Linked DNA regions of Mus musculus: regions 2, 3, 4, 5, 6 and 7 are each linked to region 1. The links are chromatin contacts, called in public HiChIP or PLAC-seq, Micro-C and promoter capture Hi-C maps. All regions are on one chromosome and are shown on one strand. Each heading gives the region's core, a stretch centred on a gene start, on an enhancer-like site or on the middle of the called end of the contact. The rest is flanking DNA. Distances are from core to core; before and after follow the strand shown.

The links. Promoter capture Hi-C pulls out the DNA fragments that hold promoters and counts their contacts. Hi-C and Micro-C count contacts between places; a contact is called where the count stands out from the background. HiChIP or PLAC-seq counts read pairs in DNA pulled down with a chosen protein or histone mark. Capture Hi-C pulls out chosen DNA fragments and counts their contacts.
Region 2: a contact with region 1 is called in a Micro-C map of embryonic stem cells, with 11 times the contacts expected there. The contact joins the promoter of Usp27x here to the promoter of Otud5 in region 1. A contact is called at or near these places in 1 of 39 promoter capture datasets (the SN4741 cell line) and 2 of 484 Hi-C or Micro-C datasets (both in embryonic stem cells).
Region 3: a promoter capture Hi-C map of the SN4741 cell line shows a contact between it and region 1, with 3 times the contacts expected there. The contact joins the promoter of 2010204K13Rik here to the promoter of Otud5 in region 1. A contact is called at or near these places in 2 of 39 promoter capture datasets (the SN4741 cell line and pre-B cells), 2 of 115 datasets of contacts at active chromatin or transcription factors (memory CD8 T cells and pancreatic cancer cells) and 1 of 9 other capture datasets (macrophages).
Region 4: an H3K27ac HiChIP or PLAC-seq map of microglia shows a contact between it and region 1, with 8 times the contacts expected there. The contact joins the promoter of Ftsj1 here to the promoter of Otud5 in region 1. A contact is called at or near these places in 2 of 39 promoter capture datasets (liver and pre-B cells), 1 of 484 Hi-C or Micro-C datasets (liver) and 1 of 115 datasets of contacts at active chromatin or transcription factors (microglia).
Region 5: a promoter capture Hi-C map of adipose tissue shows a contact between it and region 1. The contact joins the promoter of Ebp here to the promoter of Otud5 in region 1. A contact is called at or near these places in 3 of 39 promoter capture datasets (hippocampal neurons, liver and pre-B cells), 1 of 115 datasets of contacts at active chromatin or transcription factors (memory CD8 T cells) and 3 of 9 other capture datasets (adipose tissue, liver and pancreatic islet).
Region 6: a contact with region 1 is called in a promoter capture Hi-C map of adipose tissue. The contact joins the promoter of Tbc1d25 here to the promoter of Otud5 in region 1. A contact is called at or near these places in 3 of 39 promoter capture datasets (hippocampal neurons, liver and pre-B cells), 1 of 115 datasets of contacts at active chromatin or transcription factors (memory CD8 T cells) and 3 of 9 other capture datasets (adipose tissue, liver and pancreatic islet).
Region 7: a contact with region 1 is called in a promoter capture Hi-C map of hippocampal neurons, with 3 times the contacts expected there. The contact joins the enhancer-like site here to the promoter of Otud5 in region 1. A contact is called at or near these places in 5 of 39 promoter capture datasets (the C10 cell line, the SN4741 cell line, embryonic stem cells and 2 more), 3 of 484 Hi-C or Micro-C datasets (B cells, embryonic fibroblasts and regulatory T cells), 8 of 115 datasets of contacts at active chromatin or transcription factors (the 230-238 cell line, embryonic stem cells, extraembryonic endoderm stem cells and 3 more) and 3 of 9 other capture datasets (adipose tissue, liver and pancreatic islet).

The regions. Positions count from the first base shown.
Region 1 is chrX:7,840,149-7,843,835 of GRCm38.p6, forward strand. It overlaps Otud5 (OTU domain containing 5), which reads left to right and starts at 1,683. Exons shown (of 9, transcript NM_138604.3): 1 at 1,683-2,562. The coding sequence starts at 1,969.
Region 2 is chrX:7,373,807-7,377,493 of GRCm38.p6, forward strand. Usp27x (ubiquitin specific peptidase 27, X chromosome) reads right to left here and starts at 2,024. Exons shown (of 1, transcript NM_019461.4): 1 at 1-2,024. The coding sequence starts at 1,055. Gm14379 (predicted gene 14379) reads left to right here and starts at 2,119. Exons shown (of 2, transcript NR_026741.1): 1 at 2,119-2,477; 2 at 2,718-3,687.
Region 3 is chrX:7,420,850-7,424,536 of GRCm38.p6, forward strand. 2010204K13Rik (RIKEN cDNA 2010204K13 gene) reads right to left here and starts at 2,139. Exons shown (of 2, transcript NR_027924.1): 1 at 2,030-2,139.
Region 4 is chrX:8,250,473-8,254,159 of GRCm38.p6, forward strand. It overlaps Ftsj1 (FtsJ RNA methyltransferase homolog 1 (E. coli)), which reads right to left and starts at 1,934. Exons shown (of 13, transcript NM_001290430.1): 1 at 1,700-1,934; 2 at 408-565; 3 at 97-166; 4 at 1-14. The coding sequence starts at 528.
Region 5 is chrX:8,191,681-8,195,367 of GRCm38.p6, forward strand. Ebp (phenylalkylamine Ca2+ antagonist (emopamil) binding protein) reads right to left here and starts at 1,832. Exons shown (of 5, transcript NM_007898.3): 1 at 1,121-1,832. Porcn (porcupine O-acyltransferase) reads right to left here. Exons shown (of 15, transcript NM_023638.4): 15 at 2,166-2,597. The coding sequence ends at 2,496.
Region 6 is chrX:8,173,840-8,177,526 of GRCm38.p6, forward strand. Tbc1d25 (TBC1 domain family, member 25) reads right to left here and starts at 2,085. Exons shown (of 6, transcript NM_172478.4): 1 at 1,872-2,085; 2 at 362-471. The coding sequence starts at 1,994.
Region 7 is chrX:8,099,511-8,103,197 of GRCm38.p6, forward strand. It overlaps the pseudogene Gm6787. Among named protein-coding and RNA genes, the nearest start is that of Was, 11 kb to the left of the region's middle. Within about 2 kb of position 1,626, at least 75 of the 459 cell types and tissues checked have an H3K27ac peak or open chromatin away from gene starts, as enhancers often do. A contact at or near this core is called in the SN4741 cell line, extraembryonic endoderm stem cells and hippocampal neurons, where this site is marked.

The sequences.
Region 1 (3,687 bases), core at 433-2,932:
CTCTTCTCCTTCTCCCTCTCCCCCCCTCTCTCCCTCCCTCTCCCTCACACACAATCACTTAAAATTATTTTATGTGTATGGATATTTTGTTTGCATGTATGCATTTTTCATCATACATTCCTAGTTGAGGGTGTCAGTTCCCTGGGACTGGAGTTACACATGGTTGTGAGCCCACATGTGGGTGCTGGAAATTGAACATGAGTCCTCGGAAAGTGATTAACTACTGAGCCATCTTACTCTTAACTATACTCTTAACTACTGAGCCGTTTCTCAAGCCCCTGGCTTTAAGCTCTTGCTCCTACTGCCTGAGCCTCCAGAGCCATGATAATACTAGTTTTGATATTGCACTTTTGTTATGTAATCTCAAAAGAGACAATGATTTGTACAAAGTCAATAGTTCATAATGATCCACGTGTGCCTAGAACTGATGTTTTCCTTATAAGGAATCAACGTCCAGGATTTTTCTGCACTACCACAGGTTCTAACTTATATAGCACTTACTGTGTACAATGCACAGAACCCGGCCATTTATTGGCTTTCATTTCTACCACATAGAAATTATTGCTGCTGGGTGGTGGTTTAATCCCAGCACTCAGGAGACAGAGGCAAGAGGATCTCTCTGAGTTGAAGCCAGCCTGGTCTACAGAGTGAGTTCCAGGACAGCCAGGGCTACACAGAGAAACCTTTTCTCGAAAAAACTAAATAAAAAAAAAAAAGAAAGAAAGAAAAGTTATCGCTAATCTATAGAGAAGTAGAAATAGAGACTAGATTGGGTGTGAACTGACTTGTTCCAAACACTCAGACATTAAGGGCCAAGATAGTATTAGCGTTTTAGCTGCTCAATATCAAGGAGTTTGCCAACACCACTGGGTGACACTAGCTGCTGACAGTCTTGTTTCGTAAATATTCTCTTTTCCTGAGTAAACTTTTGTTTTGTTTTGTTTTGGTGGTAGGGGGGGTGAAAAGCCTGTACCGAGCCTGCGCAATAGACAGACGCTAGAGGTGAACGTGAGGGTAAGAGGGCGGAGGTGACAGAGAAGGCGTGTTTTTCCGCCAAACACTATCAGTACGGTGCACGTCTGTCTATCGGTTGGCCCATCTGAAGTGATGGACAGCTTCGTGGAACTAATCACCGCAAGATTACGACTGTTGCCAGGGTGAAGTAGGACCCACCCTCTTGGGTTGGCGGATGGGAGGAACAGGAAGTGACGCCAGAGGGGACGCTGTGCTCTGGGAATGTTGATGTTTTCCAGTGAGTGTAACTGAGTTCCAGATGGAATCCTTGGAGAGCCGAGTCTTACTGTATATAGTAAGACAGACCGCTCTGTTTATGCACAGTGCCGACGCCTCTGAGCTCAAACCTCGGGGAAAGTAAAGCATAGACTGGGAGCCGAAAGGAGAAGCTGGGAAGAAGGCTGCCGACTTTGAAATTCGAGGCGGAGGACTTGAGAACGAGCGCTCAACCCGGATTGGCCAGTGGGTGTCGTCAAGGCTTTACGCGCCTCTTCAATTGGCTGGTGTCTGCAGTCGTCCCGGCGGGCGAGCCTTTTGCCCACGTACTTCCGTGCAGGGGGCGGGGCTGCGTCCTGTTGTGCATGCGCACAACCAGGAAGCCCCACCCGGTAGTTGAGGAACCTGCGGAGGGGCGGGGCGAAGCGGTGCTTGTTTTGGTTGTGTTTCCTCTGAAGCCGAATCCCGGAACCAGGTAGCAGAGAGCTCGGCCGGCCTTGGAGGGAGACAAGGCTGCGACCAATCCGTCTCCGTACCGTCCCACTGGACTTCACATCCGGGATCTCCTCCTGGGCGTGACCCGCGTCCCGTCTGCGGTCCTCGAACCGGTGTCCTGATCTCTTTATCCAGGCCTTGCTGTTCCCGTCGTGCCTCGCGCACGACCGTAGCCCCCTCATCCGGGTTCTCTCCCGGCGTTCTCCGCGTTTGCTTTGCTGTGGGGTACTTGGCGGTGCCGCCATGACTATTCTCCCCAAAAAGAAGCCGCCACCTCCCGACGCCGACCCGGCCAACGAACCGCCGCCGCCCGGGCCGCTGCCCCCGGCGCCTCGGCGCGGTGCGGGTGTAGGCGTGGGTGGCGGCGGCACGGGTGTGGGCGGAGGAGAGCGCGACCGTGACTCCGGCGTCGTGGGGGCCCGTCCCCGGGCTTCGCCGCCACCTCAGGGCCCGCTCCCGGGGCCGCCTGGTGCTCTTCATCGTTGGGCACTGGCCGTGCCGCCTGGCGCAGTCGCGGGCCCTCGGCCACAGCAGGCTTCTCCACCTCCTTGTGGGGGCCCCGGTGGCCCCGGCGGCGGTCCTGGTGACGCTCTTGGTGCGACAACTGCGGGGGTGGGCGCGGCAGGGGTGGTGGTGGGCGTGGGTGGTACCGTGGGCGTGGGCGGCTGCTGCTCGGGGCCCGGGCACAGCAAGCGGCGGCGTCAAGCTCCCGGCGTTGGCGCAGTTGGCGGGGCCAGTCCGGAACGTGAAGAGGTCGGAGCGGGCTACAACAGTGAAGACGAGTATGAAGCTGCCGCAGCGCGAATCGAGGCCATGGATCCCGCCACTGTAGAACAGGTAAGGGCTGGAAGGTGAGGGGCTGTTGGGCAGAAACAGCGAGTGAGTCTACCAGGCTGAGAAGGAGCGCAAGAAAATGTTTGAGATTGGTCCAAGAAACCCAGGTCTTGATGCTGGGCTTGACATTCTTTCCTGGTGGTGGAGGCATGGCTTCCCCCGAGGACTTGATAGGGGCTCTAAGTTAAGTAAGTTAAAGTACTCTTTTGCAGTCCTGAGATCTTCTCTAAGTGACTGGCATTGGGAATTCCCCAGGAGTCGCAGATACGATGGAGCCCTTCCTTAGAGGAAGCTCTCAGGCCTCTCTAAGGGACTTTGGTTCAGTAACTTTTTCCTTTAGGACAAGTGTGAGATTCCCTCCCGCAAAGAACTCGAATTAAGGTGGTGTCCTCAGAGAAATAGTCTAAGCATACCCAAGAAACTTAAACCCTTGATGTAGGAAGGACCTCTCTCTTTTGCTGAGTCTGCTCACCAGCCATGTGGCCTCCTCAGGAGTCCTAAGCCTGTATTTGGGGACCTAGACTTGCTTGTAGAATTGAAGGTTTAGAGTATACCCACACACCTTTTAGATAGTGATTTCCAAAGTATCCCTCCAGTGTTGTGAAACGTCTTTCTGGAAGATAAAATTCTCAGTGGCTTAGGGACAAAGGCCAAAACCAGTACCTAGAAGCAGAACTGTGGCTCACAGTCGGTGTTGACGTAAAGACCTCTTTGCTTATGGCCCGGGGTTTAATTACAGATGTTCCAGGCAAGAGGACTTCTTCAGAACACAGTTTCAGTCATGGGCTGGTGTCTATGCTCTTGTGTGTGTGTGTGTGTGTGTGTGTGTGTGTGTGTGTTCATATATTTCCCTAAGGATGGATGGATGGATATATATATATATATATATATGTGTGTGTGTGTGTGTGTGTGTGTGTATATATATATATATATGTCGTACCTATTGAAATTTACTTCAGGGATTCAACATCTCAGTTCTCCCTTTCTGTGCATCTGGAATTCTCTGATACCCAAGGGGCTGAGCTGTTAATCTCATAGGAAAAGAGCTCTCAAGTCACTAGACCCAGATTAAGTTCCTTGGAAAAGAAAACTTGAGAGTCTCTCTCAGGAAGCGCTCCATCTCATGTG
Region 2 (3,687 bases), core at 774-3,273, 470 kb before region 1:
TGCAACTGTCCATTCACCCGGGTCTCTTTACTTGACGCCATAAATGGTGTCATATCCAGCTCCAGAGGAAAGGAAATGTACGTAGTGATCTTGCGCCTCTGTTTCGCTGAGTGTTCAAACCGTTTGAAATGAAAGCAGGCAACTACTGGTAACTTCTTCATAGTGAGCTGTTTGGTAGATTCTTGGTAGCTTTGGCAACTACCACACTTGATTTTGGCACTACTTCCTAAGTGCTCTGGCCTTGTAAACCTTCGCAAGCAGTCCGTGAGAGTGGTGATGCCTGGGATGTGGCTTTCGCCATTCAAACTGCTCTCCCTCCCAGGGCTCATGGGCCAGAAGGATGTGCAAGAGCCAGGCAAGTCCAGACTAATGTCCCAGCATGGGTCTATAGTGGTGGAGACACCATGGCAGGCTTGACAGGTGACATCGGACTGCAGGCCACCTGTGAAGATTTGGTCTATGATGCAGTTACAGTGGTTGGGGTTGCTGGCCACCTTGCCAACATCGTCACCTTTGCAGTGCCTATGCAGGACATCTAGCGCAGCGATGAGGAACTCGTGGGCATCCTGCTGCCTGTACCCTGCTAGATGACGAGCGTGTATCCACACCAGGTGCAGTAACTTATAGGGCACATGAGGAGATGGGTTTCCAGAATACAGCTCCCGAAAGAGCGACGACATCTCACAGACCAGACACAACTCAGGGCTGGGCATTTCACACCGGTGCCTGTCAGAGAGAAAGAAATCTCTCAGTATTGGAGTGTGGGTCAAGGCCTGGACAATGCAGTTCATAAAACACGTGTTGCCAAGATTAATTAGTCCTCGTAAGCCGATGGTAAAGCTGGAGGCGATCCTTCTTCTCCGTGGGTTGTGCCCCAGAAGTTCTAGTTCAGGTTTGGTCGTTTCCCAGGTGGGATATTTCTCCCCAAGTCCCGGCACTGAACACTGTTGCTGAGAAACCTCTGTCGAGGTGGACGCTTGTAATTTCAAGGCTTCTCCTTGCTCTTCTTTGGCAATTTGCTCAATGTCTATGTCATACACATAGTCTTTACACATGAAGCAGTATATGCCTCCATAATAAAGATCTACCGCTAAGTTGTGCTGTTTTGTCTCAGCGTGCTCGTGGATGTGTTTCTCTGTGAAGCAGCCAAAGAAGACGCAGGAAAGGCAAGAGTGGAGTCTGTTTAAATGGGTGCCACACACATGGCAGACGCACGACTTTGCCTTGCTTTTCCTGGTCTCTGGGGTTCCACACCACACGAAGCACTGGTAGATAACCCGCAATTCCTGCCTCCAGTTCTCTCCCACCTTAAAGCTGTTCACGTGGGAACAACCTGGTGGCCCCACAGCAAAATCCACATCCAGGCATCCGCCCCCAGGACCACGCCGGGGCCGGGGCCGGGGTGGGGGCCGTGGCCTAGGCTGCGGCGGGGTACGAAGCCTAGTCTGGGGCCGGGGCCGGGGTCGGCGGCGCGGGGCACGACTGCGACGCGGAGAGGGATCAGGGGGCCGCGGAGGGTCGGAGGGAAGGGTGGGGGGAGGAACCTCGTCGCCGCTGCCGCCAACACCGCTCTGCGCTGGGTTCTCATCCTTCGGCTCCTTCTCGGGCTGCCTCTCAGGCTCAGGCTCAGGCTCAGGCTCAGGCTCAGGCTCAGGCTCCTGTAAGGGCTCGGGTTCGGGCTCCGGCTCGGGCTCCGGCTTCTGTTCGGGTTCCGGCTCCGGCTGGGGCTCGGGCTCGGGCTCCGGCTCGGGCTCTGGCTGGGGCTCCGGCTCGGGCTCCCGCTCCGGCTCCGGCTCGGGCTCCCGCTCGGGCTCCCGCTCGGGCTCCGGCTCGGGCTCCGGCTCGGGCTCCTGCTCCAGCTCCAGCTTGAGCTCAGCCCCGCGGCCCGGACCCTCCGCGATCTCCACCTTCCCGGTGGCGTCCACCTTCCCTGCTGTCTCCACCTTCCCGGTGGCGTCCACCTTCCCGGCCGCCTCCACCTTCCCCTCCACCTTCTCCGCCTCCACCTTCCTCTATGCCTTCTCTCCCGTCTCCGCCGTCTCCGCCTCCTCCAGCCTCCTCCGCCTCCACTGGCTGCGACTCCTCCCCCTGCTCGTGGGGCTCGGGCGGCCACTGGGCGTGGTGGCGCGGGGGCCACGCAGACCTGGGGTGTCCCCGTCCGGACTGAGGGAGCGCGGTGGTTGTGGCAGCTGGACCCAAAAGGGACTTTCACTGAAGGAGGCGGCAGCGGAAGCAGGCGACGCCCCCGGGAATGCTCCCGCCGAAGCCCCCTAGCGGAGGCCGCTTCTGCAGCCAGGCCCCGTTTCCTTTAATTCAATATTTCCCAAACTTGCTGGTTCACGACAATCACGTGGGGGAGCGTGTTAAAATTACAGATTCCTCGGCTCCACCCGCAGGCCTACTGAATCAGACTCTTGAAGGGAGGTACTCCGGAACCTGGATCTCTAACTAGGGCCGGAGAAACTGCTAGTGATCAGGCAAGTTTGGGAAACACAGCTCTAATTCATTGAGGCTGGCGGGAAGTGGGGCGGGGACCGCGCAGTCTCTTTAAGGCGCTTCCAGCTCTCCGCTCCAATCGCTGCTCTGACCCCCTAGGCGGTCTCCTCCCCTCTAGTACTGCCCTCAAGGGTGCAGCTTCCCCTAGCCTGTGGGGCGGGGGGCCCGAAGGGTTGTCTTGTCTAGAAACGTTTCTGAGGCCATAAAATATCCCTTCACAGTCTGGTACTTGAGAATAAAGGCGGGAGCTCCGACATCCATCATTCCAGCGGCTGAACCTGCCTCCAGCAGCTGAACGTACCCCCAACATGTCTCAGTCTCCCCCTCTAGGTCCAACTCCTGCTCTCCCAGAAACGATGAAGCTCAAACTTTACTGGGGACCAGCCTGAACCCCAGATCTAGAGGGACAACAGTGCTCCCAAGGCCGCTCCACCTGAAGGGACATGTCTCTTTGAGAAACTTATCAGCCCATCCTGTGCTGGCTCCTTGCCTCCCACTCAGGCTCCAAAGGCCCTGGGTGGGATGACTGGTTGACAGCTGGCCTCCAGATACAGCACTCCAGATACTGAGCAGCCTGTGGGCAGAAACAGTCACTCCAAGGCCAGCAGGGGAAACCAGACACTGCAAGGCTGTTCCTACAGGTTGCACCTCCCTTACGCTGCAAGGAACCCAAACTACAAAGTCTGAGACCCATAAGATTTAGCAGAGTCTTGGGTGGGCAGCACGTAGGAATAAAGCGGGTATCTTTGGAGCTGCCAGTGAGGAGAGAGTCTGGGGGCCTGCTGTATGAAAAGCAGCATCATAGAGCCCAGGAAGAATGAGTCCAGAACAAACAGCTCAGGTCTTGGGCAGAGTGGGGATGTCAGAAGCAGCTGCAACTGCTGCTTCTGGAGGGTGCAGCCAAAGGCAGGGATCAGCACGTGGGGAGAGAGTGAGCTAAGAAGAGTCCAGTGCCTCAGTGTGACAGCCGGCTGTACCTGGTGCACATGGATGGTCCTACTCTAGGGGGCTCTGCTGTCTACAAAGCATCCCTGGTCAGCATTGGAAATCAGCCTCCACCTGAGTCATGCTTCATAGAGGAAGCAAAGACATACTCCTTGGGGATTAGTCAGGGAGCTGGAGCCCTTATGGAGGCTGTGTGGTTCCTAGCTAGCCTAAGGCTACCTTAGTGCCTGCCTTCCCTAAGTCAGC
Region 3 (3,687 bases), core at 889-3,388, 420 kb before region 1:
ATTACCCAGTTTCTTTGGGCCTGTAGATTGTAGCATGGTTATCCTGCATTTAATGTCCACTTATAAGTGAGTACATACCATGCGTGTCCTTCTGGCTCTGGGTTATCTCACTCAGGATGAGATTCTCAAGTTCCATCCATTTAAAATAATGAGATCACAGGCCACATTTCAAGTGACCAGTAAGTTCCAAACCGTTACAGTATATAATATCTGAAGGAGACTTTATGTTCTATGTCTCACTTGGGGTTAGTGACAGAGGCATGAGACGCAAGCATGATTGGCTTTCTTGTTGCTAAGCAACAGTGATTTTTTTTCTTCCCCCCCAGAACAGGAACCGAGTGCAAACAGGAAGTGCCATGTTCCACCAAAGCTCCACTGGCTCCCTCTAGTGGCCATTTAGCAGTCACAGACAAAGCTAGAGATAAGGTACTTGCTCAAATGCCAAGGCTGCAGGCAAGCTCAACCATCCCCCCTGGATATTAAGTTCAATGCCAACAGGATTTCAGATGCAGCAATACCAAAGCTAGAATGATTCATCTCTTCCTCCTGAAAACATGTCCTGAGAGCAGAACTGGCCCTAGAAAACATCTGGCTGCATAGAAGTATCAGAATGGAGACACTGACTGTGGAAGAGAGAAAGACCTCTCTCTGGAAAGGGAGGGAGTCAGAAGCCCTATGGGAAACTGTAGATTATAAGACTGGGGCTGCCTCTAGATTTCCCTTAGTTAACAAGACACCAAAACAACACTCCTTAGGCTTCTCTTGAGATTAGGGGCCTGAAATGTCAATAAAAATATACACGTTCAAGGCAATGACCAACTTAGTTTGTTCATGAGGCACTGAGCTACGTAATACAATGGTAAATTAGACAGCATGATCCATACTCCAGTGGAGACCCTAGTCCAAAAACAACCCTCCCATTTGTTAACACATTACCTACCCAGAAAATAGCTTAAATGTAACCTAACCAAAAATTAGGCAGCTCTAGATTCCCAGGTGTGCCTGGGCCATACATCTCTCAAGCCTACTGTTGTTGGGAGAGCTGGATCTGGGAAAGGAAGACAAGATCTGAAGTACTCATGGTTCCCTGCCTTACCCAAGCATTTCTCAACAGTCCTTGTAATTTTTTCAGAAATCCTTCCATTCAGAGTCCTGCCTCCCTCGGATGGAAACCCAAGCTTAGCCTAGGGGAAGGACTATGCCCTAGTAGGTTCTACTGATTGGATGCTCTTCCATACAACTTTGGCTCATGAGGAAAACAAGAACTGCCTGGCAGAAGCCATGCCCCATGGATGTGATAGACCATGACCAAGGGACAGTAAGGATTAGAATCAACTAAGATTTATTTATCTTATGTGTTTGAGTGTTTAGCTCACATACATTTCTGCGCAGGGACACTGGTTTTCCTTCCTTAGGTAACAAGGTAGACGACAGATGATATAGATGATAGATGGCATGGGTATGTGTGTGTGCACGCCCCTCCCCCTCGACCTATTAGGGAGCTCAAAGAAACTTGTAGCTGGCTAGAAATCTGATTTAGAGACTAAGTAGTAGAAACATGTATGTTCCCTCTTCTTGTCCGCATGGACACTGCTGTGGTTGAGTTCCGAACTATGTCTCTAGAACATCCACAACATCTACTTGTGGAAACTAACACTTGGAGGTGGGAAGATGCATAAATAGTTGAGAGCACTTAATTCTCACAGAGGGTCTGGGTTCAATTCCTAAGACCCACGTGGTGGTCCATAACTCACGTTCGGGGGGGGGGGATCGATCCAATGCCCCTCTTGTAACCTCTGTAGTCACCAGCACGAACACCTTACACGCGCGCGCGCGCACGCACACACACACGCGCGCACACACGCACACACACGCACATTTTACCTTCTTTAAGTACCGGGGGCAGGGGGGAGGGGGGAGTTTCCCCGTGTGCTCGTGCACGCGCGCACGCACGCACGCGTAGGGAATGTAAGTAAAGCGTCTAGACAATAAGGACCTAAAATGAAAGAGCCATAAGCTACCTACTTACGTTTTTATTTCTCAGTTCTCCAAGTTCCAAATCATCCGGCCCACTAAGGTCCAAACTTGGAGGAAGCTCGAGTCTCTGCTTATTAACACGTGTCGCGGCACGGCTGACTTGTGCGTCACCAACCACAAGGTGGCGAAAGAGATTATCACATCAAACCAGCCTGCCTTCTGCCTCTTCTATACCATTATTTTGCTAAGCAGAAGCATTTCCTGAGCGTGAGTCATTCAATGAGCACAGTGGTCCTATGGATTGTGGCCCTATGGATTAGCTATGATTTCACAGATGAGCAAACCAAGAGCTGCAGATACCTGTGGAGTTTGGCTGTTACCTATTTTTAGTACTGCATCTGCATTTACACCAGCGTCACCACACACATATGAGTACTGTAGTGTTACTTATTTGGCAATTGCTCTGCCATCTTTTGGCAATAAGAATTTATTTCATCCTCATCACAGTCTTACAGGATCACCATCATATATGTGGTCTGTTGATCAAACATCATCATACAACACATGACTATATGTTTCTATATGTTATCTATGTTTTTACTTAAAGGTTTTTTATTATGAAAGAAACTGTATTCCTGGTAACAACTTTCAAATTATAATAATGAGTAAAAAGTCTCCTTTCTTCCCATTAGAACTAGTCAAAAGCGTAACTCCTCACATATTCCTTCATAATTTGTTTACAAATACATAAGCATACTTCATATGTTTATCTTACAATGCACACAAATATATTGTACACACTGTTCTACAGCTTGCTTTTTCTAATTAGGACAGTATCTTGATAGCAGATGTGAGCTGAGGCCACACTGGCCTGTGGACCTCATTTACAGATCTGGAGTAGGACGTGACTGTCCTCACCTGAGAACAGCAAGTGTGTCACCTGATATATTGCAGCCTGAGGTGACAATGAAATGTGGAAGAAGAGAGCGGACTCTCTGCAGCAGCAAGAAAGCGTGGTGAGGTGTAAGGCAAGCCTGTTAATGGGCAGCAAGTGGGACTGGTCCCCATCTCTGGTATATTCAGGTCCTTAAGCTATAGTTTTGAGAAAGTTCAGATTTGGATACAGGCAATGTTCACAGTGCCTTTGGGGACAGGGCACCTCTTTACACCACCGCACAGTGCCAACGTGTGGAAACCCTGTGGGGTAGTAATTGGTAGCATTTTAAAGGTGACAAAATTGAGACTCAAAGAGGACAAGGCTCCCAAGGCTACCCTACTTGAAGCAGCACCTCCCCTTACCTACCTTGTCAGTACTTACAGGACCCTGGGGAACTATTGGCTATTGGTAGACTCTGGAAGACCGGATATCATTATCTTCAGATATGTACCCACTAGGGAAGCCAGCCAGGTCCAGTGCATAACTCCACAGTTACAGTCACATAAGCAACCCTTTTTAAACTGAGTATGTCACAAAACAAGAAGCCATGAGTGTAGGAAAGGGAGGACAGGGGTGAGAGAGAGACAAGAAAGTAAGGATTAGAGCAGTCAGAATCCATATATATAAACATATATGACATTATTACAGAACAAACTTAATTTATAAAAAACATTAAAAACACCCACATAAAATTAACCTAAGAAAATCAAAGATACAGATTTTACTTCTTGGTGCCTAAATATCAAGTAATTTTTTAAAAACCAATCCTAGAA
Region 4 (3,687 bases), core at 684-3,183, 410 kb after region 1:
CAGAACCCTGGCCCCTGTGGATAGCACATGTCAGCATCGGATTGACGCCCCACGCCTCCCCCGCCCCCCAGGTCACCCTCTAGCCCCTCCACTCACCCAACCTTCTGGCTCAGCACCTGGCTCCAGCTGCCTGGGGCTGCACACAAGTCAACCGCTCGCTTCACACCTGTGCACACACAGTGAAGACATACTGCTCAGCTGCATGACCAGAAGATGCGGCAAAAGTCACCTCTGTCCTGTGGAGAACCTATGTCTACCCACTGCCCCTGTGCCCTCCTCCTCCTCCTCTTTTGTGGTCTATCTCCTTCCCCGTCTCCGTGCTCCAAGTCAGCCCAGCTACTACAGTGAGTTCTTCAGAAGCAGCCTGCTCTTCCACTCCCAGGTCACTTAGCCCCCAGATTAGGCACCTTTGAAGAGTTGGAATTCCTCATCCAGTTGCAGGAGCTTGAAAGCGCTTCGGGCCCGCCAGCCATTCTCCTTGGCCAGGCGGTAGTAGACATCCCGTTTATCCTTAGATGTCCGTCCCATCTCAGTCTGCTGGCAGACAGTGTGTGCTGATGCTGTCCTGCGCAGGTCAAAGAAAACAAAGTACAGCTAACTGAGTTCATGGGTCCCACACGACAGTCAGCTCATTCAACACATGGAACCCGAAGCCCAGGACCTTATCATGAACTCTCAGGCCCTTTTTCTGATCACATTTAGGTCCCCATCTCTGAGGGACATCACAGACTCCACAGTTAACTGACAGAGGACCCACTACTGACTCTGCTCTCTTCCAACTACTGTCACGGACACACTACACAAGTAATCTCTCTCGCAACCATTTTCTCTGCCCATTTCATCTCTATCAACACCTGACCGTCTCTAGTTATTTCCATTATCTTTAGAGTCACAGAACCCTACTACTCCCTCCATTAAGTCCTTGCTTTTCACACCTATTACCCGACACAACCTCATTCCATCTCCCATAGCCTAATCTCTCTCTCTCTCTCTCCACTCTGCAGTCCACCAATTCCATCATAGATTAAGCTTCCAGTCATTAGTTACTACCACCTTAATCCCCACTAATGCCTGGAGGACCATGACCTGTTAGGGCTCCATTACACCAATTTACCAGCTCCATTAACTCAGCCCTCCAACCAACCTCTCAAAGATCACACGAGTGGCCTTTGGGATCCTTTGCATCAATACAAAGATTACCTCTGTCACTCATATAGCTTCTATTTTGTCTTTCGTCACTGACCCCATTAGTTTAGCACTCTGCCTACGCACCTGTTATTCTCTCCAGAACCTCACCAATACGATTACTATGTAAACTGCCAAATAGCCACCACTTTTATTATTAGCCTTCATTAATTTTCCAGCAGACACAGCACCACGAGTGTAATACCTTCAAGACCCATCTTTTAGTAACATCCCTAAGACCATCTGCAGAGCCTCAAAGACCATCAGCCCATCAGAACCGCCAAATACCCTTCAAGTCGGCCCAGCAGATAGCAGATCAGTTGTGTAGCTCTATGCTGCACCCCGTTCGAGTTCACCTAACAATCTAGTTCCCTGCTCTAGGCAAGCTTCTCGGGGCTTGACTGAACTATGCAGCTGCAGTACCGAGAGTGAATCCCCTCATCCCGAGTTGGAGACAGGGCAGGCATGCCTCCAGTCTCGGTCCCTTTCAAGTCATCAGTGCCCTAGGACCTACCTCAGCTCTTGGATACAGAGCGTGGCTGTTCACCAGCCTCGAGAACAGTTTGCAAACTGAAAATTACAGACTCCAGTTGGTGTTCGGAGTGGACCCGAAGGCCTGTCGTACACGCCTAGAGGTTGTCGCCACGCGGTAAAGTTTGCTTTGTAAAACAGTTCAGTTCCACGGAGATCCAGACCGGAGCACAACGTATGACGTTAGTCTCGTCATCTTGTGTCGACATATCCCGGTCACAGGAACTTCAGTTCCCAGAATGCAACTGACATCGTCTGGCCAATAGTTTTGCAAGGCTTGTGAACCGGCTCTTTGTTCTTTGTTTCAAGGCCAGGGTCCTATAGCTGCGATCCGGAGCAAGATCCTGAGTTCTCGGCTAGTCTGGCTACACGGAGAGACCTTGACGTGGGAAACTTCCACCCCTCCCCCATCGCCCGCTCACTCAGACAAGATAACTTACTTGGCCGCCTTTTCCCTTTTACATCGGGACGGTTATTTAACCTATGTACTACATTTCCCAAAATTCAGCGGGCACGACCACGCCCATTTTTCTTTAAGTCTGGAGGGAAAGGAAATTACGCAAAGGGGGTGGAGCGTGACCACGCGAAGTGAAAAGTCTGTTGCGAAAGCAAGCTAACCTGGAGGCTACGGCGAGCAATTTTGAATTTTACTACCGGGAAGCTACCGCATACGATTTGCAATTTTGAATCCTACTTCTACCGGTTGACTGAAGTGCTTTCAATTTTGCCACCTTAGAACTTTAGTTTCCTCATCTGAAAAGAAGGGATAATCACCTATCTAGAATTCACGGTGTTAATCGGATGCACATCCTTTTCTAATTGTATATTTTCCAAATACTTTTTAATACATTTTAACCACCACCACTGCCCTCACCGCCTCCACCCGCACCACTGAAAAGCATGTCTACGGATTTGCGAGACGCACTGAGTAGAGGCTCTTGCCGCCAAATCTGACCACCCAAGTTCGATTCCCCATACACAAGGTCATGGATGGAAGAAGACTGATTCCTGCAAGTTGTCCTTTGATCCCCAACATGCGCACTTGTCACGCGCCCCCTCCCCCAAATAAATAAATAAATAAATAAATAAATAAATAAATAAACGGACGAACGAACGAATGAATAAATACATGTATGAATGAATAAAAGTTTTGTATTTTTTGTTTTTCCTTTTTCCTTCCTTCTCTCTCTTTCTTTCTTTCTTTCTTTCTTTCTTTCTTTCTTTCTTTCTTTCTTCCTTTCTTCCTTTCTTCCTTTCTTCCTTTCTTCCTTTCTTCCTTCCTTCCTTCCTTCCTTCCTTCCTTCCTTCCTTCCTTTCTTTCTTTCTTTTTGTTTTTTGTTTTTTGTTTTTTCGAGACAGGGTTTCTCTGTATAGCCCTGGCTGTCCTGGAACTCACTCTGTAGATCAGGCTGGCTTCGAACTCAGAGATCTGCCTGTCTTTGCCTCCCAAGTGCTGGGATTAAAGGCGTGCACCACCACTGCCCGGCGAATAAAAGTTTAAAGCATATATGCATGTATGAATATGTATATGTTCTTTAAAAATTCATTTTCTGAAGTGCTGAATTCAAATCCCAACAACCACTGAGCCATCTCTCCAGCCCCTATGTATGTGTTCTTGTGTGTGTGCTCATGTCATGACCTAGTGCATGAAACACAATAATTGAAAGTATTTACTGTGTATTAGGCACTATTCTAGTGCTCTCAGCAATGCGCTGGTAAATGGTTAACTGGCTTCTGGCAGGGTAGGGGATTGGGCCTGTTTGTAGCATTTGTTAGTTTCCATGGTTTACATATTATCTATCATCTGGTCAGATTTTAAGTCACCCATGTGTAGTCTAAACACAGGTGCAGCAGGACATCATTATGTATTAATTCGACCATACAAAAAGAGAAATGGCTTCAAGAACATAGGAAATGAATGCGATATAGTCAGATAACTGGGAAGTGATACATTTTGAGTATCTATTATGC
Region 5 (3,687 bases), core at 582-3,081, 350 kb after region 1:
GGTTTCTCTTTATAGCTCTGACTGTCCTGGAGCTCACTTTGTAGACCAGGCTGGCCTCGAACTCAGAAATCCACCTGCCTCTGCCTCCCAAGTGCTGGGATTAAAGGCGTGCGCCACCACCTCCCGGCTCACACTTTCCTTAATATTTCCACTCAGTTATATAACACTGCATGGTAGCACATACCTGAAATCCCAACATTCTGCGGGGCGAAGCTGAAGCATTGCCATAGCTAGCCTGGTCTACCTAGAAAGTTCGGGGAAGCTGGGCATGGTGGCGCAGGTCTTTAATCCCAGCACTTGGGAGGCAGAAAGTTCAGGGTAGCCAGAACTAAATAGCAAGATACTACATTCAAACAAACTTAGACATTAAGTAGCTTCCAAGACCTCCAAGTCAGATAAAGAGCTTCTGCTGGGTGCCTAGGTGCATTCCTTTCCTTTGTCAAGTGCAGCAGAAACTCTCTAACTTTGCTTCATTGTGATACCCCCTATCGTTTTTTTCTGACACAGCGGGTTTCAAGGCCGCTGGTACACCTAGGCAGAGGCTCCTGAGGCTCTAAAGAGGAATCATCAGATTGTACTGCCAGCATCATCGAGTTGTACTTCTGGTTGCTAGTCACAGAGTATGATCACAGTCTGGTGGGCGAGTCACTGTCAACAAGCCAGGTCCTAGCACTTTGGGGCTCAGTTTGTTGGAAAGACACAGGAATGTAGTCGGGGTGCACTGCAGGGTCCAGTGGCTGAGATTTAACTGGACGCTACTCCCACCCGCAGGGGGCTGCAGAGATGAGGAATCAGAGCTGCGGCCCCAAGCACCACGTTTCAAAAGCAAGAGTCCAGGCAATTAGTGTGCCACCCTGCAACAAGCTAGAAGTAGCAAAAGCAGGGGTCTCACGGGCGGCGCTAACCAAGAGAAAGGAAAACAAAGCCCAGAGACCACCAATCACAACCAGAACCCTCCACTGTAGCTGCCCAACGAGAGGGCGAGTCTTCCGTCGTCTGGACAACCGATTTAGGGCCCGGGTCCCGCGCAAGCGCAGGGTAGGGCAGGACTCGCAGGCAAACCGCTGTCGTGGAGGGTCTGGGCACGTGGAGGGGCTCGGACAAGCTGGCTGGCACTCACCCCAGGCGGCGCGATCGCAGGGCGACTTCCTAACACAGGCTTGCGACTTTCCAGGAAGACCTGCAGGCTCCCTAATAGCCCCAGTTCCGCTCAGCTCTAGCGCTTCCCCGCCCGATGGAGCGGACCAATAGTGAAGTGGAGAAGGTGGCTTCTGCCAATAGGAGTCCTCCGAATGTCGCAGGCCCTGTCCTCGCCTATGGTGTCATCTTCCCTGTTGGCTGAGACCAAGTCAGGAGTAGGGTGGAGACCTCCAAGGTCTGTGGGCGCTTTCTCCCGATAGCAAATCTATGCTATTCTGAGCTTCAATTTCCCTGCCCTCTTATCAATCGCACAAGATGAGGCTGAAATTTGAAACCCTCAACATTTGCTAGTGACCGGAGTTGCGTGGTCTTCTAAGTTTTCTAGGCAACCAATCAGTTCCCGGACCCATTCTTAGCCCAAATGCAGAGAATACGACAGGTGGATTACATTCAGTACAAACAAACCTAGCGCCCACCAGAGCTCAGAACTCTCCAGTCCTAACAGCATCGGTCACCTTCAAACCCTCACTCCTGCTGAGCAGTTGGTGTAGACTCTCAACAGTGCCAGTTCTTAAAAGCCAAACAGAAGGCATGACGGTAAACAAGTTGGCAAACAGACCTCGTCAGCATTTAGTCAGAATATTGATCATCTCAAACTGTCATTTTAATTATTACCTACGGACCAGTAGGCATCAACCCTTCTTCTGTCTTGCCCTACCCCGCCCCGTTCGAATCTGACGAACCAATCAGTACAGGGATCCCCCAGTTTTCCATGAAGTATTACTAAGCCTCCCCCACAAAATCTGTCCCTGCTCTACGCAAGCAGGACCAGGACCCCGCCATCATAGACTCATTAGCCAATCACAGACCATGTTGAATTCATCGCGAATAGATCACAATTTTATTTTCCCTCTCCACGATTTTCAGTTTCCAAACCTTTATGTGTGGTGGAATTTCTTTGCTTTCCCTTTTTCCCCTCTGATCAGTGAAAAAAAAAAAAAAAAACAAAAAACCAAAAAACCGAGCCTGTTGTGTAAGTTCTACTTTTATTCGACAATAACAAACTGCATATAAAAAAGGGAGACGGCAGGCGCAGAGGCCCTGGATCTGCTCCTGTCTGCTTTCCCAAGTATCCATCGTTCCTTGGCCCAATAAGGACCACCCCCTTCCTGCCTGGTGGCGGGGTGAGGATTGACAGGCATAGAAAGTTGTGTGTGTTCCTATGTTGTGTGGAGGGGTGTTGGGGGTCAAGAATGGATAAGGGAAAAGGAGTAGAGAAAGGGTCTTTTCTCATCCCCCATCAGAGTTGGCACCCTAAGGAGGGGTATTGAAGGGGATTATGATGGTCATATGCCTCAGCCTATGAGACGGTAGAAGATCCAGCATCCAAAAGTGACCCAGTGACTGGCCCAGCTGAGCTCTGACCACTTGTGGACAGTGTATGCCATGCCGTAGCCCTGTGGGAGAGAAACAAGTCATGATTTTGAAATTCAACAAGGACAGTGAGTCTCCGGAAAACCCATCTCTTGCCCAGGGATCTTTGGTATTTCATATTCCTGAGTAAAAGAAGGGTCTAGGTGCTTATCAAGGGTGACCAGATACAGTTTGGTTTCTTCTTCTTTAAAGATCATTTTAAGGGGCTGAGTATACAGCTTGATGGGAGGGTCTACATGGGGAGGCCCCAGGTTTTGATTTCCAGCACACCAAAAAGAGTTATTTTAAAAATATGTTGGATGTGGTGGGTCATGCTGATCCCTGAGGTCGTTTGTATATGAGACCACTAGAAATCTGAGTGTCTACCAATACAGGACAAAGTAAACCCTGACAAATTCTTGCAATGAAAAAAAAAAAAAAGGAAGACTGTGTACTTAAAAAATTGGGGGAAGCCAGACGTGGTGATGCACACCTTTAGTCCCAGCACTTAGCACTTGGGAGGCAGGCCGATTTCTGAGTTCGAGGCCAGCTTGGTCTACAGAGTGAGTTCTAGGACAGCCAGGGCTACACAGAGAAACCCTGTCTCAAGGGGAAAGAAATTAAAATATAGAGTGTATGTTTTTGATATGCTTTGAGGAAGTGGGTTAATAGAATAAAATTGAATGTGTGCACATTTTGCAGTGAGTCTCTACAATACTTACTTTTTTGGTTTGTTTTAGGGGTGCTAAAGATCACATTCCAAGCATGGCAGGCAGACAAAGGCTCTACCACTGAGCTATACTCCCAGCCTTAAAGTCTTTTTTTTCAAGGCAGGGTTTGTGTGTGTGTGTGTGTGTGTGTGTGTGTGTGTGTGTGTGTGTGTGTAGCCCTGGTTGGCCTGAAGCTTACTATGTAGACCAGGCTGGCCTCAAACTCACAGAAATCCACCTGCCTCTGCCTCCTGAGTGCTGGGAGTAAAATCATGTACTACCACAGCCAGAACTAAAATGTTTTAAGAAGTGGTAAAGCCTGACATGGTGGTGTGCGCCTATAATGTCGATTTGGGAGGCTGAAACAAAGAGCAACGTTTTCTCTAAAAAGAAACCAAAGTGGGCTTGACGGCTGACTCTCGTA
Region 6 (3,687 bases), core at 835-3,334, 330 kb after region 1:
AGGATTTTGTTTGTTTGTTTGTTTTTGAGACAGGGTTTCTCTGTGTAGCCTTGGCTGTTCTAAAACTTGTTCTGTAGACCAGGCTGGCCTTGAACTCACAGAGATCCACCTACCTCTGCCTCCTAAATGCTGGGATTAAAGGTGTGTACTACCATCACCCAGCTATTCCTTGAAAGTTTTTAAGTAGCCCAGAAATACTACTGCTAATTTTTTCTTAGGACTTTTCTCACAGATTCCAAGCAAGATACACCTATTCACTGTGGAATTATTTGGAAAAAAAAGCAGCCAAACAACAAAACCAAACCCCAGAAACCTGGCAGTGACTTTTAAGATGAGCGCCCTGCTTCATCTTCCCACTCACCCATTTAAGTCAAAGGCTCGGATGAGGATGTGCTGCAACACGTCCAGCGAGGTGATCTGAGGATCCACCGCAAAAGAGCGGAACTCAGGGGACAAGAAGCTCTCACATTTCTGTGGAAAGAGGACAGGGGGAGGCCATGAGGGGGCACATCACCGTGTGGAAAGGGTGGGTAAGGTAAAGAGTGGCAGAAGGCAGGAGTCGAAGACAGGGGAGGGACCAGGTTTTAGGTGAGATGTTCTTGGTTTTTGTTCTGGGCGAGGGGAAGTCACAGGAAGTCTCTGCGCAGAGAAAAGATGATATGTCCTTTGAATTTACAGGGTCCATGTTTGCTCTGCCAAAGCAGACTGGCAGGAACGAAGGCTAATGCAGTAGTCCAGGTGTCCAGTCCTTCCAGAGTCCCTTAAATATGGTTGCCAGAATCACCATGTCCAGCTTGACACAATCAAATCAGTGACTCCCCCCCACCCCCCATAGTGCAAATCTCCCTGTAACACTGTTTGTTGCTCAGATCCTTCTTCAACAGCAAACCTAGGTGCTGGAGCTAGCCCTCCCTCCACTCTGAGATGTATTTATGGCTCTACTGGTATCAAACTGTTGAGAGTTCCTTTGAGTACATGCTTTCCAGACTTCTGTGTGCTGACCTCTCTCAGAGTGAACATCCTTCCCACTTCATCTGGCTTACTAAAACCTTTGCCTTAGAGCGCTAACACCCCAAAAGTGATCTCTGGCACTCCAGTCTGAGCCACCGGTCACTGCTTGCAGGTATCACAACGGGTTCCTTCCTCAGAGTGTGTTATATGTCACAAGCTGTCCTATGTGCCCTTCTCCCTCCTGATTGTCTATTACTTTTGCCCCCAGGCTTCCTTCTCCAACAATATGGGAACCTACAGGAACATACCACACTCATCTAGGTGTTCCCTCTACCTAGAACTCTTCTCCCATCCTAAATGCATATGCTAACATTTTGTTATTATTATTATTATCCAGGTCTCTGTGACTTGAGTCCTCTTTAGGGGATTTTCCTATACAGCTTTGGGTAAAGTAACTCCCTAGAGATCCTAACCTTTCCTATCACTTTCTCCTGATATTCACCAATGTTCAAAATATCTCATTTAATTGTTTTTGTCCCCCTCCCACAAGCACGTGGGCTCAGGGGTGGGACATGGACAAAAGTGAACTCTCAATAGCTATTTGTTGACTGACTTTAGGACTATCCCTTCTGACAGCGACAGCACCTCCTTCCTTCCTCTGGACTCCAGAGGCCCCTCCGGTAACCCTACAACCCACCTCTCTACCCGTAGGCTCCACCCATCCACTCCATTGGCCCTGTCTCCTCTACAGTTCCACACCCAACGACAAGTCCCCAAAACCCACGCCTTCATTCTATCAATTCCGCTCTCCAGCCTCGCCCCCAGTCTCCAAGTCACGCCCCAAATTTCAGGTCTGATGCTCTATCCTAGGACAGTTACGGTCTTTTCGTCCACTGGGCGCCCAAGCAGGCTAGCCTCACCTTGACTCGGACCCGTACCACCTCACGCTCCTCCTCCTCAACCGCCGCGGCCGCCTGGGCACCTCCGACGGGCGGGGGCGCTGCCGAGCACGCCGAGTCCGAGGCCGCGGAGGTGGTTGCCATCCCGCCGCTGTCGTCTCTGTCCAGGTGATAACCGATAGTTACCCGTACCCTAACGTACACCCAACAGTGCGGGCGCCCGCGGCCCCACCTTGCACCAGAGCGCAGGCGCAGAGGTGCTGTAGGACCCTGCCCCTCCCACCTGGCTTGGGCTGGAGGTCGCATCTGAGCATGCGCCTAGAGTGCTCTTGCCTGGAACCCCGCCTCCCAGAGTGGAGAATTTTACTTTTTACTGCCTGTGTGTAAGTGCCTGTCCAGGTCCTGCCTGGCCCGGTCCGTGGCGCCGTTGTTTTGGCAGTTTACTTCCGGATTCATGAACCGCCGCGTTAAACGGACGAGCTTGAGAGAGACAAGAGGGAGGCAAGGAGGCCACAGCGTGCTGACATAAACGTTCCAGAACCGGCTTTGAATTGCCACGTGCCTTTGGTGACAGATGATGTCATCGGTTTCAAATACTTCCCTTCGAATTAATATCCTGAAGGGGGAAAATAGTACTCTAAAGATTTTTTTGTTTAGTTTTTTTCCTTTCTTCCTTTCTTCCTTTCTTTCTAAACAGAATCTCACTAATTTCCCAGAGATAATTTGAACTTCAGTTTTTTTTTTAACCTCAGACTTCCAAGAACTTCCAGGTGTGTGCCACCTTCTCCATGCCCACCTCCCAATCTCTTAATTTACACTTATATTCAAGGATAAAGTTTTACACACGTCTAAATCCTTGTTTATACTTCCTTAAGTAATTTACCAAAAAACAAACATTGTATGCTTTCTGAAGGTCCTACTTCTTTCCTAAACTTTTTTTCCAGGTTTTTTTGTTGTTGTTATTTTTTGTGACATTTTCATATAGTTCAGGCTAACCTTCAGACTCTGTCTCAAAAGTGCTGGACCTACATTGTCTTTGTTTTGTTTTGTTTTGTTTTGTTTTTTCGAGACAGGGTTTCTCTGTATAGCCCTGGCTGTCCTGGAACTCACTCTGTAGACCAGGCTGGCCTCGAACTCAGAAATCCACCTGCCTCTGCCTCCCAAGTGCTGGGACTAAAGGCGTGTGCCACCACTGCCCGACCCTACATTGTCTTTGTTTTACTTAATCATTACAGTTTGTTGAGGTCAGCCCTGTTATAAGCTCTATCTGGTTTATCTCATTGATAGAGCATATGTCTAGTATACAGGAGGTCCACAGCACTTCAGTCACAATAAAAATATGTGTTTGTTAAATATGAGTTAGATCGTTGAACACATCTTATGCTTTTTGTTTATTTATTTGCTTATTTGTTTGTTTTTTCAAGACAGGGTTTCTCTATGTAGCACTGGCTGTCCTGGAACTCTGAAGACCAAGTTGGCTTCAAACTCACAGATATCCTACTGTCTCTGTCTCCTGAGTGTGGGGATTAAAGGTGTGTGGCCACCCCAGCCCAGTGTCTTAAGCTCTTTGAGAAAAAAATGAGATAGGTTTTCACTATGAAGTTCTGGCTGACCTGAGACTCTCCATGTAGACTAAGCTGGCCTGGAACTCTCTTCCTCCAGACTGCTAAGATTAAAAATGGACATTACCACAGCCAGCGGGGGAGTTCAAATCTTTTTCTATATTTATTTACTTATTTATTTATTTAATGTATGTGAGTATAGTGTAGCTTCCTTCAGACACACCAGAAGACGGCATCAGATCCCATTACAGATGGTTGTGAGCCACCATGTGGTT
Region 7 (3,687 bases), core at 376-2,875, 260 kb after region 1:
GGGCTACAGAGCAGGTTCCCGACAGCCAAGAACACACAGAAAAAAAAATCTGTCTTAGAGAAAGAGAGAGAGAAGAGGAAGAGGCCCAGCAATATAGCTATGACAGTGACAATGCTTTTTGTCTAGCTTGATGACAAGACTTAAATCTCTGAAAACCACATGATGGAAGGAACTGACTCCTGCAAGTTGTTCTTTCCCTCCCCACTCACCCACGCAGGCATGCTCATGCCTCAGCACCTTGTTGGTACTCAGTAGCCAGGGCAGCTCTCCTTTTAGAAAGCTTACTTTTGTTTTGTTTTGTTTTGTTCTGTTTTTGTCGGTTTGTGAGATTGAACAGCAATGTTCAGGCTTGGCAGCAGGCAAATTTTACCCCCTGACCCTGGCAGCCCAAGTTTTGTTGATGTTGAAGGAGTGAGGAATACAGCTTACTCTCACAGAGACATAGACACAGAAAATGCCACAGTTCTGGACTTTGTCCCCAACCCCCCATATATCCTAGTAACTGTTTTAACAGCGCGCTAGATAACAGCGTTGTCTTTGAGGTTCTCAGCATTAACAGCTTGAGTTGGTTTTAGGTGAGCATTTCCCTGCTTTGGTCTGATTGGATTTTTAGCATCTGTCCTCTTAATATAACTTGGACCTGGTAGTGGAGGCAGGAGCTGATAATTGAACTGACCAAAGTACCATCCATCAGCCATCTATTTCCCAGGCCTTAGATAGGCCAATCCACACTTTGAAACTTTCAGTGTCAATTCGGGCCCATTCCATAGAACTATATAGCCGGCTTTCAGGTGTTTAACACCATCGTGAGGACATCATGTCCTCGTTACACTGGGTGACAAGACAAATAAGAGGTGGGCAATTTCGTGGCAGGGCATAAGGAAAACAGTTGTAGCAACTCTAAGGAGCTTGTCGCTTGCCTTGCATATGTAAGGCCCTAGAAATACGAGAGAGAGAGAGAGAGAGAGAGAGAGAGAGAGAGAGCATTATATTTCCAGGGTACATTTTCTTTTCTAAAAACTTGAAGGTACGCTGGATATGGTGACACATGCCATTAAACCAAGCACTCAGGAGGGAGATGCAGGCAGATCTCTGTGAGTTCCTGGACAGCCTTGGCTACATAGTGAGACCTTGTCTCACCGATGGGCCCCATGAGGGTTTGGGCTTATTTGAGTGTACCTGTGCCAGCATAGGGATCTTCAAACTTTAGCAGCCATCACAGTCCCTTGCTGAGGAGGAGGGTGTATCCATCTACATATTGTCTGTTTAGAAGGTGGGAGCTAGAGTCTGGGAAACTGTCAGTAAAATCTTCCCCAATAATACAGATGCAGCCTTTGAAGACCCAATTTTGAGGACCCTGGCTTATTGCCAGGCGTCATCAAATAGCAGAGGGTACTTGAAAGTTAGAAGGCATGTGGGCCCTGGACCGTGTGGCTCGATGGTCAGTGATAGCTTCTTGCAGGCATTAAGGTTTCAGTATTTTTGGGCTTCTGCACTGAGAACAGCCTCTGTAGCCTGATCACCTGATCATGGAGATGGTGGGAGCTTTCACAAAGGGCAGTGCAATTCTACAAAAGACATCCTCCTCTGAGGATCTGCAGCTTGGATCTGTAATGATTTCCAATTTAAAGGAACAAAGCTGCCACCCACAGGGGCTGCCCTCCTACTGGCAGGCAGCCTGTCTCCCAACCCCCAGCCTGCTTGCTTTCCCTAGCATTTTTTTCAGACCCGAAGGGTGGGAAGAGAGAAAGTCAATTTGGGGAGTGGGTGAAGGATTACAAAGCTTTTCTGGTTTCTAGGGCAACACTGCCACCAAGAGTAAGCTGCGAGACATCTCAGGCGGTGAAGTCAAACAAGAAGGAGCTGCAAGACTGGGCTGTGAAATGTTGCCAAGCCATTTCCAGAGCCGTGAAAAGGAGTCAGAAACAATGAAAAGAGATGCAGAAGCCACAGGTGTGTGTGTGTGTGTGTGTGTGTGTGTGTGTGTGTGTGTGTGTGGCTGGTGCCTGTAATCTCAGCCACTCAAGAAACTGATACAGGAGGATTGCTTGTGTCCAGGGGTGAGAAGCAACACATGGTGTGATCTTTTCTTTAAAAAGGGAGGGGGGTGATGAAAAGAAGAAAAGGAAGGAAGGGGGAAGGAAGAAAAGAAGGGGGAAGGAAAGAAGGTAGGCTCAGAAGTCAATTTGAAGATTAAAGATGGGACAGAGGACCAGCCGAATGGTTCAACACTTGCCATCTTGCTTGAGTTCAAGCCCCAGAACTCGGTGGAAAGAAAGAATAGATGCTTGCAAGTTGTTGTTTGACCTCCACGTGTGTGCTGTGGCATGCATGCATACACACACACACACACACACACACACACACACACACACACATACACACAGAGTATATATGTATATATACATACACACACGCACACAAATATTTAAATGTAGGGTAGAGCCTTGTGTGTGCTTCATGCCTGTAATTCCAGCACCCACGAAGTTGATGAAGGAGGATTGGGTTTGAAGGCAACCTGGGTTACAAGGTAAGAACTGGTCTTAAAAACAAAACAAAACAAAACAAAACAAAACAAAACAAAACAACGCCCCCCTCCAAAAAAACCCCAAAACTAAAACAAACAACAAACAAACAAACAAACCAAAACCAAGAAAAACAAACAGGTACAATTTGACTGGTATGGACTCAAGTAGGTTCCAGTTACAATTATGTCATTTATTCACTGTGTGGCCTCAGGCGAATTCTTCAAGCTCTCTGTATATGAGGGTTCTCCATCTGTGAAAGTAGAGATAACACGAGGTCACTTTCTGGGTGCTCTTGAAGATTAAAGAATCTGTGGGAAATATTCAGAACATCTGCTTGCATCTGGCTGCAGAAACGCCCATCAGCCTTGGCATGTCACAAAGCTAGGAGTGCAGAGATACTCTTAAAAGAGTTCATGAAAGGGCACCGTGCTCTTGTGCATTGCTTTGATAAAATTTCACACAGATAATTTAACTGAGCCAGAAAACGGGGCACTGAGCATATTTTCCTGTGTACTCTGAGTCAGGCTTTTGTGGTCTTTATCTACAAAGGGACATATTCTGAGTCATTGGTGGTCATTATCTACAGGCAGCCCTGCGGACAATGCATCCTTGGAATGATGTGACTCTCGGTATCTAAAAGGTACAAGGGACCCAGAGAGGCAGGACCTATATTTTTCTGATACAGACATTACGAGAAGCAACAGTACTGCTACATGCTTCTGGAAAGGTATATAAAATTAGCCAGGAAACAGAGCACTTGGGAGCTGAGCATTGCAGAACATGGCTATAATTCCAGATAATTGGGAGCAGGCTATAGGATAACATGAACAGAGAAGCTTGAAACCAGCCTGGTCAAGGCAGTAAGGCACTGTTTCTTTTCTTTTCTTTTCTTTTCTTTTCTTTTCTTTTCTTTTCTTTTCTTTTCTTTTCTTTTCTTTTCTTTTCTTTTCTTTTCTCTTCTCTTCTCTTCTCTTCTCTTTTCTTTTCTTTTCTTTTCTTTTTTCTTCCTTTCTCTCTCTCTCTCTCTCTCTCTCTCTCTCTCTCTCTCTCTCTCTCTCTCTCTCTCTCTCCCTCTCTTTCTTTCTTTCTTTTCCAGACAGGGTTTCTCTGTGTATCTCTGGCTGTCCTGGAACTCACTTTGTAGACCAGGCTGGCCTCG